3 separate regions of the Mus musculus genome follow, and regions 2 and 3 are each linked to region 1. A link is a contact called in public promoter capture Hi-C data. All regions are on one chromosome and are shown on one strand. Each heading gives the region's core, a stretch centred on a gene start, on an enhancer-like site or on the middle of the called end of the contact. The rest is flanking DNA. Distances are from core to core; before and after follow the strand shown. Region 1 overlaps Epb41l4b (erythrocyte membrane protein band 4.1 like 4b). Region 2 overlaps Tmem245 (transmembrane protein 245). Region 3 overlaps Ctnnal1 (catenin (cadherin associated protein), alpha-like 1).

What was found. Capture Hi-C pulls out chosen DNA fragments and counts their contacts.
Region 2: a contact with region 1 is called in a promoter capture Hi-C map of pancreatic islet. The contact joins two enhancer-like sites. A contact is called at or near these places in 2 of 39 promoter capture datasets (liver and second pharyngeal arch cranial neural crest), 1 of 484 Hi-C or Micro-C datasets (large pre-B cells), 1 of 115 datasets of contacts at active chromatin or transcription factors (embryonic stem cells) and 1 of 9 other capture datasets (pancreatic islet).
Region 3: a contact with region 1 is called in a promoter capture Hi-C map of pancreatic islet. The contact joins two enhancer-like sites. A contact is called at or near these places in 2 of 115 datasets of contacts at active chromatin or transcription factors (embryonic stem cells and pancreatic cancer cells) and 2 of 9 other capture datasets (liver and pancreatic islet).

Annotation. Positions count from the first base shown.
Region 1 is chr4:57,069,153-57,073,766 of GRCm38.p6, reverse strand. Epb41l4b (erythrocyte membrane protein band 4.1 like 4b) reads left to right here. Exons shown (of 25, transcript NM_001355492.1): 12 at 396-505; 13 at 2,685-2,715. Among named protein-coding and RNA genes, the nearest start is that of Gm34738, 21 kb to the right of the region's middle. Within about 2 kb of position 2,901, at least 17 of the 459 cell types and tissues checked have an H3K27ac peak or open chromatin away from gene starts, as enhancers often do. A contact at or near this core is called in pancreatic islet, where this site is marked.
Region 2 is chr4:56,908,479-56,913,226 of GRCm38.p6, reverse strand. It overlaps Tmem245 (transmembrane protein 245), which reads left to right. Exons shown (of 18, transcript NM_001369260.1): 9 at 1,097-1,179; 10 at 2,980-3,070. Among named protein-coding and RNA genes, the nearest start is that of Gm22300, 2.8 kb to the left of the region's middle. Within about 2 kb of position 3,441, at least 7 of the 459 cell types and tissues checked have an H3K27ac peak or open chromatin away from gene starts, as enhancers often do. A contact at or near this core is called in pancreatic islet, where this site is marked.
Region 3 is chr4:56,844,532-56,849,095 of GRCm38.p6, reverse strand. Ctnnal1 (catenin (cadherin associated protein), alpha-like 1) reads left to right here. Exons shown (of 19, transcript NM_018761.3): 2 at 1,097-1,286; 3 at 4,462-4,564. Among named protein-coding and RNA genes, the nearest start is that of Ctnnal1, 18 kb to the left of the region's middle. Within about 2 kb of position 2,200, at least 46 of the 459 cell types and tissues checked have an H3K27ac peak or open chromatin away from gene starts, as enhancers often do. A contact at or near this core is called in pancreatic islet, where this site is marked.

The DNA of each region.
Region 1 (4,614 bases), core at 1,652-4,151:
CTCTACTGCAGCAGCCTGGGAGAAGATGTTCCATGCTAAATGTCTCTACGGTGTTCCTTGAAAGGTTATTCTATGTCTAATCAATGTTCTCTTCATCAAAGGATTCAAGGACTCAGACCTACTTGGTTTGAGAAACCAAGTGGCTGATACTTACGTTGCAGGTTTTTTCCTTTGATAGACAGGGATTCTTGCCCCTGTGCCTGGCCTGGCAAAGGAGGCTGTATTTCCAAATAGGAGCTTTAAACTTAGCATGTCTTTACCAGGAGACTTCATGTTAAGTTGAAATACACACTGGAGCGCTTGAGAAGAAAAAAAAAAAAAAGTCAACGGCAATAGCCGTGGTATGCCGAGAGCTGCTGCTGGGGTTAATGTGCAACCAAATATTTTCTTCCCAGTGGACGGACGGAATATCAAGCTACACACGGCTCCAGATTGCGAAGAACCAGCACCTTTGAGAGGAAGCCTAGCAAACGTTACCCGTCCCGGCGACATTCCACATTCAAAGGTTGTACAGTGTTCCTGCCTTGCTGACACTTTACAGCGGGGTCTATGGGTCTGCTCTCTAGGGGCAGAACCTACCGCTCTTACCCTCTGGTGTTCAGAAGCTGTTGAAAAAGACCGAGTCTTTGTGCCCTCCAGTCTTCAATCTTTCTCCTGGTCAATGTGTTCCTTTGCCTCCTGTCTGTCTTCCTGCGAATGTGCCTCTCTACTTACTTTATGCTTGGACCTTTGCCAAGCATAGAGGGTACTGCATCCAATGTCCCCACTGCCTCCCCATTCCTGATGGGGACATGGGCGCATGCTAACCAGAATTGTGACCACAGAAGAATGGATGCCCAACCTGCAGGGACACAGTTCAGGTCCCTCATAGTTGGTCCAGATATACTCATTCCTGAATATAGCTGTACCCTGGACTTCTCCTCTCTTCCTGATCAGAATTCTTTGAACCGAATATCCCTCATTGAGCTGGCTCACACCTGTGTCGGGCCTGAAACCAGCAGAGTGTATCAGACAGTCCATGAGCATTCCTGACTTGATTCTATTTAAACTGGATTTCATAATCTTAGCTTGGAGCTCTGCATAGCTCATCTCTCTACATGGATTGCTACTCTGTCTGATACATTCCAGGTAGCTCTAAATTGTTTGTGCTTTTTTTTTTTTACAACAAGGCCATCACATATGGCCTCTGCTAACCTCCTATACTAGATAGGACTATTCTGGACAGTTTTCTGTGCATATCTTGGGATTTAATGGGCCTCTGTGGAGCCTTGCTTATATACCTTTGCCTCCTAGAATCTTCAGCCTTTTTCTCCCTCCACCCTGTTCCCTTCTCTTATGAGCCAACAGCTCAGTAGCATGACAGTCAACAGGTCTTCAGTCATCCTTGGCTGCTTTAGTGGAGGAGAATCCAGAAAATGTGGCCTTAACTAGGAAGGGCCAGGGAATGGGAACATGCTCAAAGGGATGAAGGTGACTGCAGCAGTGTCTAAGGGAACAGCAAGGGCTGAGAACTCCTGCAGAGCCTTTGCCTCCATTAGCAGAACTACACTTGGGGGTGGGTCGGGTGTGCCTGGGGAGGTTGTCCATTGTATTACAGGGGCCTAGAAACAGACCAGTCCTGGGAATAGCTTTCTAAAGAAAAAGCACTATTTTGATATATAGCTGTAAGCACCCAGTCCCCACAGTGTGTGCTCACACAAGGGGAGCAAGCATCTGGTGTAGCTGTAGAAGTGGAACATATGGCAGGACCCCAGTGGGTAGCTTGGGGCTGTTCTAGACTCTGGTTCCGAGACCCCCTCTCACCCTCCTTTCTGGCCTCTAGATCCTCCTTCTTCATTTATTTTATTGATGGTTTTTCTAGCTAGAGGCCTGGTATCATCTTTGTGAAGCTTTGAATGATTCTTTCCCCTGGCATGCCTTTCTTGAAAGGAAGCAAGGAGAGCCGGGGGTGGGGGTGGGGGGTATAGGCTTGCATGGTAGAGTGCTTGCCTAGCACAGATGAAACCCCTAGATTTGATCCCCCAGTTTTGCATAAACCTATAATCACAACTCTTGGGAGGCTGAGGGCAGGCGAGTCAGAAGTTCAAGGTCACCCTCACCTGCATAGTCTTTGAGGCTAACCTGAGCAACATAAAACTCTGCCCCTGTCAAAGGAAAAGTGTGTGGGGAGGGGGAGGGGGAGTTGGGGATATAGCTCAGTGGTAGCAAGGCTGTGGGTTCAATTTCCAGCATCACACAAAACGAAGAAATGTAAATTGAAGTATAGTTGAATAAATATTTGCCCCTTTCATGCAGGCTCTGCCTCAATAAAAATGCCCACTCTAAGTCCTTCCATAAATGCCTGCTGGTATTTCATCCTTCATCCTGTTATACTGCCTTTCCATCCCAGACTGAATTCTCCTCAGGAGCAAGGGCTCACCTGTGGTTGTCTCCAGTGTGCCTGCATACCAGTGCACCCAGTCCTGGGAGCCTGCTTTGAGAGTTGCCTAGAAACCTAGACGAAGCAACACAAGGTAGAGAGAGGGCTGTTCAGGTCATCAGGGAAAAAGTAGCTGGAGTTGAGGGCTGCCCAGCTTGAGATGAGGAGTGTACTCTGAGAGAGATGTCCCTGTCCAGTATCTCTGTGTGTTAGTTCAGGGTGAATGTTGGAAAGTTCTGCATAACTTTCTATTCTGCCTTTACAGCGAGCAACCCAGTAATTGCTGCTCAGCTCTGGTAAGTACCCCCAGCCGCCTCAGCACAGCTCCCCCCTCTAATTACCGTGTTTGTTTGCAGTGTTGACTTTCTCCTTAATACAATTAAACCCAGGTGACTCACCTGATAACTCTTTCTCCCTGTACTGCTGCCTGGCTGCCCCATCCTCCCAGCTGTCAATAAGCACACAACAGAATGTTCCAAGGCTTTCTTGTTGCAAAACAGCTGCTTTGTTTGAGTAGCACAGAGCTCTGTTTGTTGTCGCAGTGGTAAGGTGGCAGGCATGCATGCAGCATGTGCAGTAATGGTGTGGCAGGCAAAGGCAGGGACTGAACACCACCCTCCTGGGCAACAGGTGCTGCTGTACCCATTGGCTAGCAGGTGTTAGGAGACACTGGCCACCACCGGAGGGGCTGGCGAGATGGCCGAGTGGGTAGAGGCGCTTGCCATGCAAGCCTTGGGACTCATATTAAATCCTGAAACCTATGTAAAGGTGGAAAGAGAGACCTGACCTCCACACGGGCACCATGGCGTGCATATACATCATGCACATAGGCATGTAATAATAAGCCGTAAATAAACCACATACAGAGCTTCTGTGGAAACTGTGCCACAAGACTGAAAATCTCCAGTGTGGGACGTTGCAGGCTTCTTACCGGGGGACAGGTAGAAAATATTTTGAATTCTAGGCTCCGACATCTCTTTCAGAAATATTCAGTGCTGCTGTAGCAACAGTGAAGCAGCTGTAGACACTATGTAAACAAGTGAGTATGGCTGTTAATAAAACTTTATTCATAAGTACCAGTCCACCATAGTTGATCCGTGGATGGAATCAGCTGCTTCTTCTCCAGCACAGGTGTTCCTGGTCCTGCCTGTGTCTGGAACTACCTGACGATGTCCCTATTGGGCAAGAAAACCCTGCACCATATGAAAACATATATACACATGTGTGCTCTATGTCTTGGCGGGGGGGGGGGGGGCTCTAGCAGTCAGGGTCTCTGCAGATAGTGTGCTGAAAACTCCTGACATTTTTTTTTTTAAGATTCATCTATATGAGTACACTGTAGCTGTCTTCAGACACACCAGAAGAGGGCATCAGATCCCATTACAGACGGTTGTGAGCCACCATGTGGTTGCTAGAATTGATCTCAGGACCTCTTGAAGAGCTGTCAGTGCTCTTAGCCACTGAGCCATCTCTCCAGCCCTGTGACATTCTTTCAGTCAGGTTCTGCTTCTAATTCTTGGGAGTGGAGTGGAAGCTACAGTATTGCTTGCTTTCTTAGGAGATGATTGTTTTGTTTATGTCTCCCTGATAAGGTGACATTTCCCTCAGAATCTAGGGGGAGATTATATATTGGGAATGAAAACAAACATTAAAAAAAAAATCACCACACACACATACAAAAGTTGTCAGTAAATATACCCTTTAGGAACAAATGAGTTAATAACCACCGTTGGCGGCTGTTTAATGGCTCTTTCCAGCCTGTGGGGTCCTGGTGTGGAATTGCTAGGGGGGACCATGGATGGAGTTGTGCTGGGAACTGCAGATGACTGCTGGAAAAACAGCACCTTGTAGACCAGTTTATCCACCTGCCGAGGTCCGGCTTAGGAGGTCTGGATCACAGCCTGGCTTTTCTGCCAGGCCTCTCTGAAGACTAACTGCAGACCTGGTGTGAGACTCCGAACAAAGGTGCCTCCCTCCCCTCCTACTGTTAGAAAGACAGTAAACCCTGATTCCAGGCATGTCACCCTAGCAGCCACCCTAGCAACGGTGACTGCTCAGTAATTGCTCTGAGCTTCGGAGGTTTCCGATAGGTGCTGAGTTTGTGTCTTATGCAACAGATCTCTGTTTCTCTATGTGTGTCTGTCTATATGCCTCTCTGTGCATATACATACATTCCACACCCATATATTTATGTG
Region 2 (4,748 bases), core at 2,192-4,691, 160 kb after region 1:
TTGTCTAGACTCTGTGATATAGAGATGAACTATTCAGTGTATGTTATGTGTACATAGTATTCCACAGAACACAGAAAGGGCTGGGAAATTGAGCTGTTGCTTCCTGTAAAGTCAGTGTTAGCTTGAAGTAAATTGTGGCTGATATGTTAAATAGCACCTACAGCTTCTAAGAAGTGTAGGTTTGGGAGAGCTAAAGTGGTAAAGAAAACATTTTCTTGTCTTGGTTTCTCCCATCTTTATCCTGCTTGTTTTGTTAGTTACTGGGTAAGTGCCTCAGTCTCTGTTCTATTGCTGTGAGACACACCTCAGTCAAGGCGACTCTTACAAAGGGAAGCGGGAAGCGTTTAACTGGGAGCTTGATTCCAGTTTCAGAGGCTTAGTTCATTGTCATTATGGTGGGATCATGGCTTGGTGTCACGCAGCGGGGCACTGGAGCCCAGGGCTGCATCCTGATCCACGGACTGCAGAAAAGCCTGAGCCTGGGGTGGGTTTGAAACTTCAGAGCCCACCACCAGTGATACCCTTCCTCTGACAAGGCCACACCTCCTAATCCCTTCCCAACAGCCACTCCCTGGGAACTGAGTATTCAAATATATGAGCCTATGGGGAAATTTGAATTCTTATTCAAACTACCACAACAGGCAGGTTTCAGTTTCAGTACCCAGTGGCTTTTCTGTATGCAGCACCACACAGAACCATATTCCAGCTTATTTGTGTGTGTGTCTCACTCTGCATACTCACTGTATTAGCGCAAAGGTTTGGTATTGCATGTGAAGGTACAAGTATGGGCATAATCTGTACTTGTTCATGAGTTTTAAGTGTTTGGATTTTTAAAAAGTCAGTTTATTGAGCTTCTTGAGAACAGGGAAGATATATATGTATGTGTGTGTGTGTATATATGTATGATATATATATATACACACACACACACACATATATATATATATATATTTCAGTGTATAATGTTTAGCAACTTGTAAATACCTACTTCTAATTTAATAAAAAGCAGGATATATAATTATTTGATCCTATAAAAGTAATAGAAAAAGACATTTGAATTGTGTTCATACTTACTTTTTTCCTCTTTATATTATAGGTACATCAGGAGAGTGTTCACATGATTGAAGTCACAAGTAGTCTGATTAACGAAACTCTAGCAAATCACCCAGAGTGGGCAAAGTAAGCATCCAGTTTTGGAACAGGATCCACACGGGTGACCTGGCTTCAGCATCTGTTTGTATGGACCAGTATTCACTGATAGCGCTACATTAGAAGAGAAGAATATGGTTTGCCAAAGCTTTGATAACTGGAATACTGTGTTGAGGAAGTACTTCAAATTAGAGACAGTTTCTGATATGGCTGTGAAGGTCAGACTGACCTAACACTCAGAGACACCCACTCTTGCCTCAGATTTCCAAGTACTGAGAATTCAGTCATGTCCTCCTGATGCCTGGCTATACCTTGTAATTTATTGACATATTTTACTACTCTTTTCTCCTTATGAAAGAACATTTTTCCAGACATCGTAACTTGTGTGGCTATTGACAGCAATCAGTTTTCTTGATATGATCATCTTGTATGTACACAGTCCATGAAGCTGCTAAGAACTGAGGCTGTTAATAGTGTTTTGACTCATTTCATGGGCCAGCTTGGTAGCATGTATCATATTTGAGCCTCAGAAAAATAAAAACCCAGGTATTGTTGCCTTGGCCTTTCAGCATGATTAGATAATTGAAACCAGACCTACTAAATTTGTGAGGTTTGATATTTGGTATATGTTAATGACAGTTTTTGTGAAGTGTTCGTTTTTCTTTTAACCCAGCCTGCTCCCAGTAATTAAGCCTGGAGCATTATATTTACTTACTAAGCTATAACTGAACAGTACTACTCTGTTTTAATCCTCTAAGCTACTCTAGCCAGAATCCCAGAGATTCTTGAATTTTATGGCTTTCTCTGCTCAAACTGTTTTCTCATGGTGTCTCCTGGTTTCTCTCCCCATGGCTATTTCTCCCTCTCCCATCTCTCTGTCTCTTTGTCTGCCCTCTCTCTGCATATCACACACCACACACACACACACACCCGCTGTGAGGAAGTTCAGACCTATTCTTTCCCCTGCTCAGTCATTGGCTGGTCAGCTAGCTTTATTGACTGATCAGGGAATAATGGGGAACAGTGAGAGAGAAGAGTCTCAAAATGATATGGGCACACACAAATTGGCATTTGAATAATACAAGGATAATCTTTACACAGGGCATAATAACATTGTACCTATAGGTGTTTAACACTGATTGACAGTCTCGGGGATATAGAAAGTATTTCTGGGTTTTGGAAAGCATTATGTAGATGAAAAGGCTTCTTGGTTGAGGTGTAGGGGAGACTTCTTACTGTAGAACAAATGAAACTTGAAAACTACAGTTTTCAGTATGTCTGGACCTTTGTGAAGAGACTCCACATGAAGAGATGGGTGGATGGAAGATTGAAAATAATTAGCTCATCCTTTTAATTCCTGGATTCTTTGGTTCCACATTTCCGTAGATGTATGGATCTCGGACATCTGCAGGGTCTCTTAGGGTACACATTTATCTTTCAGTAGGTCTGGAACTGGGCTCAAGCATTTTCATTTCTTAATGGGCTCCCGGGAAGGTTGGGAGCTGGTTGTCCATGACCCATACTTGGGAATCTTGTTGGATATTGAGTGTCTCAGTGCTCCGGAATCATGTCCTCTCTGCTGACTGGGCAGGTGAGCTAGGACACGTGTGACCAGAGAAACGGACAGAAGAGGATGGAAAAGAGGCTGTCAGGGAGAGTAGAGTGCAGAGCCTCTGAGTCAAGGTCAGGATCTTCAGGCCTGGCATCAGATGTTCTCCGTGTTAGTGATCCGTCAATAATTCATTGTTGGTAGCTTTAGTTCAAAGCCTTGTTAGAAGAAGATACTGAAAATGGACTCTTTCCATTTTCTCTTTTTCTCTTTTCTGTCAGTTGGCTTCCTGAGGCTCAGGTGGTCCAAAGAGCTCTTAATTCAGCAGCAAACAATGTGTACCAGTATGGACGGGAATGGATAACTCACAAGGTAAGAAATGAGCCTTTCTTGTGCCTTTCTCTGCAGGATTTTCACAGGAGCAACTTCTTCCTTTGATAGAAGATATGCAGAGATTCTGTTTTTGAAATACATTTACATCTATAGATAGGCAAGTGCCATAAAGTGGAGCAAACTCTCAGAACGTAACACGGAACAGTGCCAGTGCACTGGACAGTCTAGAGAGGTTGACTGCTTGCTTGCTTTCTGAGTTATTTGTGCATTAGGATAGAATGATCACAGAACCTAACTGGTCAAATAAGACCATGTGGAGGAAAAAGAAATTGTGCGAACACACAGAGCCCTGTATCTGCTGCTTACTGTGCCTGGCAGTTTCCAGGTTCATTTAACAGCCCAAGTTCCCCGTTGCACTGTGAGGTGTTTTATCACTTCCAGGTGAGAAAACAGGCTTAGCAGGCTCAGCAGATCCAGATGGCCGTGTGATGAATTTGCCTCACACTGGTGACTAACTTTACATCCTTGTTTCTTTCTGATGTAGCTTTCTGGCTGTTTCTGGCTGTGCTTTAGGGTGGTGCTTGAGAATAACCCTAGGAGGACTGGCAGACCAAGGAAGAGTGTAGCTCTAAACAGTTACCTGTGGAGTGAAGATCCAGAGGCACGAGGGTGCTCGTGCTTGAGATGAACTTGACTAAAGGGGTGGGGCCTTGGGAAGGGAGAGAGTGAGAGGGAAGACACAGTTGTTGGACTTAAAGAATAACTTTCTCTGTCTGGAGTTGGGACGTATCCCTCCCCTAATATTGCCCAGAGCATATAGTTAATTTTCAGCCTTAATATGACTAAGTAGTTAGGATTGACAAGATTGAAGGCTCTGAAATGTGTACCCCCAAAATTGTACAAGCAATTAAGTTCTTTTTTAAAATTCAAAAAAAAGGGGGTTGGAGAGGTAGCGTGAGATAGGCACGCCCTGCTCATGCAGAGGACTGGGTTAGGCTCCCAGCCCCTGCACACCGACTTACGGCCTTCTGTAACTCTAGTTTCAGAAGATTTGGCACCTTCTGTCCTCTGCAAGCACCAAACACTCATACAATAAAACAAATCTTCAAAAACAATAAAATAGCCAGGCAGTGTTGGCCTTTAATCCCAGCACTCGGGAGGCAGAGGCAGGCGGATTTCTGAGTTCGAGGCCAGCCTGGTCTACAGAGTGAGTTTCAGGACAGCCAGGGCTACACAGAGAAACCCTGTCTCGAAAAACAAACGCAAAAAAGTAACACCCCAAGTTATGAAAAAGAACTCACTAAGAGTTGAGAGGTTTGTCTTTCAGGTTTATTATGTCTGTCCAAGACGCTTGATCAATTGGCACATGATGATATTGGAAAAAAATTGAACAAGCAAGAGATAAGTATGTGTGTATAGATCTTTGAACTGTCGTGGGAGGAAGAGTCAGCTTCTGCAAAGAGCTTGCAGCTTTCTATAAATGTGTTATTTTGATAAAGCCATAGCATTTTATTCAGATTTATTTATTGGAGAAATTTTTATTCTGACATTCTTGCCTTTTAGGTAAGAAGATAAAAGGAATTTTGGTGAATACTACACCTTACATCTTAGATTAAAAAATAAATTTCAGGCTACTTACAGAAAAGAAATAACTATGTAACCTCTTGTTCAAGAGCCTAAAAAATGAGGACATTGGGATCAAAAGTCAGGAAATGTT
Region 3 (4,564 bases), core at 951-3,450, 220 kb after region 1:
CCAGGTCCTCTGGAGGAGCAGCAGTGCTCTTAACCAGTGCTCCATTACTTTTTGAGCCATCCAGTGTTTTGTTTGAGACTTTGTTATCATTTCATAAAAATTATTTCAAAAAGAAACTCAGTATACATTTAGTAGTTGGTATCTGTTTTTCAGCTAACATTTTAAAATAAATACTTTGCATGTGCAAATTGTACATGTGTTACTTTTCTAAGACATTTAAAAGATTCTCATTTGTTTTAATGATCCATACATGTCACCCTTTATATTTTACTTCAGGGCTTAAAACTAAATGATAGAACTCTTGGTATATCATGTATTTGGGGGCTTGAAGGACTAGATTGCACTGTTTTTTGTTGTTGTTGTTTTGTTTTTGTTTTTTCAGACAGAGTTTCTCTGTATAGCTCTGTCTGTCCTGGAACTCACTCTGTAGACCAGGTTGGCCTTGAACTCAGAAATCCTCCTGCCTCTGCCTCCCAAGTGCTGGGATTAAAGGCGTGTGCCACTACTGCCCGGGTAGCACTGGTCATTCAAAAGCTGTCAGTGAGTTCAGTAAACTTGTGTGGTCAAGTATCAATTTACATTGCTAGGGATCGAACCAAGGACCTCAAATGTGCCAGGCCAGTGCTCTGCCACTAAGCTACACCTCCAGTGCACACGTGCCATTATGTATAACCCATTTACTGTGTGAGCAGTGGAGTGGAATGCGGTGAGAGGTGCCTTTATGCAGAGCAGCTTAGGTAGAACCGAGGAAAATGTGTGCTGTGAGCCGGTGATTTGCCCTGCCGTGTTCTCAAGTCTTGAAGATTTGTTGGAAGATCTGGAGAGTCTCTGGAAGTGTATGTCCCAGATTACTGCCCTCAGGTGAACTTGTAATCACAATTAATAGAAGCATTGTCCTGGGAAATGATGCAAGATGCTCTGCTTCCTGGCCCCTGGCCTGCAAGGTCTAAGGCGAATGATTTGCTTGGTCTGATATGCTGGGTTTAATTTTCTTGGTCTTTGTGATATCTTTTTTAAAGTTTTATTTATTTATTTATTTTTAAGTATTGAGGTAAAAGTTTCTTCTTCTTCTTCTTCTTTTTTTTTTAATTTTCAGATCACCACACTTATAAACCATAAAGATAATACCAAAAAGTCTGATAAAACCCTGCAAGCGATTCAGCGTGTGGGACAAGCGGTCAACTTGGCAGTTGGAAGATTTGTTAAAGTAGGGGAAGCTATAGCCAACGAAAACTGGGATTTGAAAGAAGAAATTAACATCGCCTGCATCGAAGCCAAGCAAGCAGGTACCTGTGTATCCACCTTGTGTTCCGCTGCTTGCTTGCTGGTTTGTTTTGTGTGTGTGTGTGTGTTTGTTTGTTTGTTTGTTTGTTTTAGGAGGCAAAGTCCTTGCTGACCTGGAACTTCCTTTTGGTGGCCTAGCTGGCTTTGAACTCTGCTTCTGCCTCTGGCAAGCCATTTGAGTCCACACCCAGCTCTCATTTCCTTCTTGAGGCAGGTCTCACGCTTAGCCCAGGCTGCCCTCAAACACAGTCGGAGTCCTCCTGCCTCAGGCTCCCAAGTGCTGGTAGAATGGGTGACATCACTGCTCCCAGCTGTAAATATTTATTTTAGAGACTATTGCTATTTCATTATTCCAAATGTTATGGCAAGTATTTTTTTATTATTTATTTAATTTGAGGCAGTCTCACCAGGTAGCCTGGTTATCCTGGAACTCACTGTGTAAACCAGGTTGGCTTTTAACTTGGAGTGATCCTCTTGTTTCTGGATTCCAAATGCTAGGGTTACAGCTGTGTACCACTACACCCAGGAAAACTTAGGAATTTGTTTTCTAAAATGCTGGGGATTGAACCCAGGGCTGTTTTTTATGCTAAGCACTACCAAGCTACATCCCTGACAAAACACTTTAGGTTTACTTTGAGTTAAGCTATCCAGCCAGAAGGTGGTGGTGCATGCCTTTAATCCCTCACCCCACCCCCACCCCCACTCTGTGAGTTTGAAGCCAGCCTGCTTTAGAGTTCCAGGACAGCCAGAGCTAAAACAGAGGAGTCCTGTCTCAAAATACAAAAAATAAAAACATAAAAAAAAAAATCCTAGAATATTAATGACGTGGGTTGGCTTTTAGGAATGGTGGGGCTCCTTCTGACTCCAGTCCTAAGCCTGAAACACAGGACTCATTCACAACAGTTCACAGTTAGAACGTTGACATGTCATACTGACTGAGGTCGGTGATGCAGAGAAGAGAGGGTGAGAGAGGGTGAAGGATGAAGGCAGGGAGACGCCATGTGAAGCGTTTACATACAAACAGCTAAATGCAGACAGTGCCATAGGGCTACAGAGAGCAGGAACAACAGAGAGCATACTTGCTGATGTGGCTGGATAGACACGATGTAGCTCTTAGCTACAGGAGAGGGAGGACTCTGGGCTTCTAGCCGTTTGTTGGTTTAGGGAACAGCTTTATGTGGGACGCAGAGGAGATGGCCTCACTTTATTTGTAGTTTATATTTTTTTTCCATTATAAAAAAGGATTTGAAGTGGGCCATAATAAAAGACATGTCAAGTGAATCTATTAAAATCAGAGAAAAAAATATACCAGAATCTTTGGCAAAGATGAATATTTAACTAAGTAGTAAATTTATCTTTGTACTTCCTGGAAAGCAAGACGAAAATGGGAGAAAGAAAGGGTTATATAACCCCCATTGTTTGCTGAGAGGCAACAAACCAGTTCGTAAGAGGAGAATCCTGTTTTCCTGGCACCACGTTATTCTCTGGGCACTTATACAGCTTGTTATAGAATACAGTGGGCAATGCAGAGAGAGCAGAAAGACTGTCTCGAATTGTTCCTGTTAGCAGCCCTTGCTGAAAGCAAGAGGGGCGGGGCGGGGAGGGGGGGTGGGATTTACAGGGAAAGAACAGCATGAGGTCCTATGGTCCCTTAGCCTTGTCTCCTTGTGCTTAGTGAGGGCAGGGGTTGGGGGAGGGGAGGAAGTGAGTCGTATGAGCAGGCATGCGCAGATAGCTCCAGCAGAGGATCAGGCAGGTCCCCTCCGGTGGCATGAGCCTCACATACCATCTCTTCTAAATCACTCCATGAGGAGCCCCACCCCAACCGGACACCTCCTGAAGTTGCAGGTAAATAGGGACCTTTCACTGACACGCGCTGTGAACCAGTCCTGAGGGCCTTTGGCTCACTCAGCCCTTAATGGCCTCTTTCTCCTGGGCAGCTTGCATGTGCTTGAGGGCAAGACTACGAAGCAGTGATCAAGACCTAGTGAGTGCTTCAGGTTAACTGTTATATTCCAGTCTGACCTTTTTCACCAGGCCGGGAGACACTGGGCAAGCCACGTTCTCATGGGAGCATGGCACTGGTCTTATTTGTGGAGGATTGTTATATGATGTGTGTGTGCACTCGGCATGAATACGTGTTTACCACGTTTTCACGTCATGATTCTTGCATCTTAGTCTCTCTCTGGTCTCTCTTTACTTTTTGCTTGACTCCCTGCTAAGACTTGTTTTCTGTATGGCAGCTCAGTAAATATTTTTGTTAGAGTGGGTCTTAGTTAGGGTTTCCATTGTTGGGAAGAGACACCATGACCAAGGCAACTCTTTTTTTTTTTTTTTTTAAAGATTTATTTATTTATTTATTACATGTAAGTACACTGTAGCTGTCTTCAGACCCTCCAGAAGAGGGAGTCAGATCTCATTACGGATGGTTGTGAGCCACCATGTGGTTGCTGGGATTTGAACTTTGGACCTTCGGAAGAGCAGTCGGGTGCTCTTACCCACTGAGCCATCTCACCAGCCCCCAAGGCAACTCTTATACTAAAGACAACATTTATTTATTTATTTACTTTTGATTTATTTATTATTATATGTAAGTACATTGTAGCTGACTTCAGACATACCAGAAGAGGGCGCCAGATCTCATTATGAATGGTTGTGAGCCACCATGTGGTTGCTGGGATTTGAACTCAGGGTCTTCAGAAGAGCAGTCAGTGTCCTTCCAAACCCACGTTTCTTCAGGTGTAGTGATTGACAGTTCCCCTCCCTCCCTGCCGCACCTCCCTCTGCCCGCCTTCCCCACCCCTACCCCAAGGCCTGGGCACTGTGTCCTGCTCACTGCTCTGGATTTAAGGTTTGGCTTTTGCTTCTTGGGACTTTTCTTTTGTCTTGCAGAGAAGCAGCCTTTAGATTGTGTGGTTGCCCAAACTACAAGAAAGACAAATTGTATTTTTGACTGAGTCAGAGTTTGCCTTGGTTCTGAGAGTGTACATTTTTGTTTGTTGTTGTTTGCTTTGTTTTTGCTTTGCTAAAAAGCATCCTAGGCGCCTTCCGAGGCAGAGCTGCTTCTTAGTCCTCATGTTTCCCAGGTTAAAATGCACGGGAAATGAGAGAAAAGTCTGTCTTTTGTTTAAGTTTTCACTCCCATCATAGTATCTCCCCCCCCCCCTTTTTTTTTAGGTGAAACAATCGCCTCACTCACAGATGTGACTAAACGGAGCCATTTGGAATCAGATGGTCAGGTCACGATTCTGACAGACAAAACAGGCGTCGTGCAGGCCGC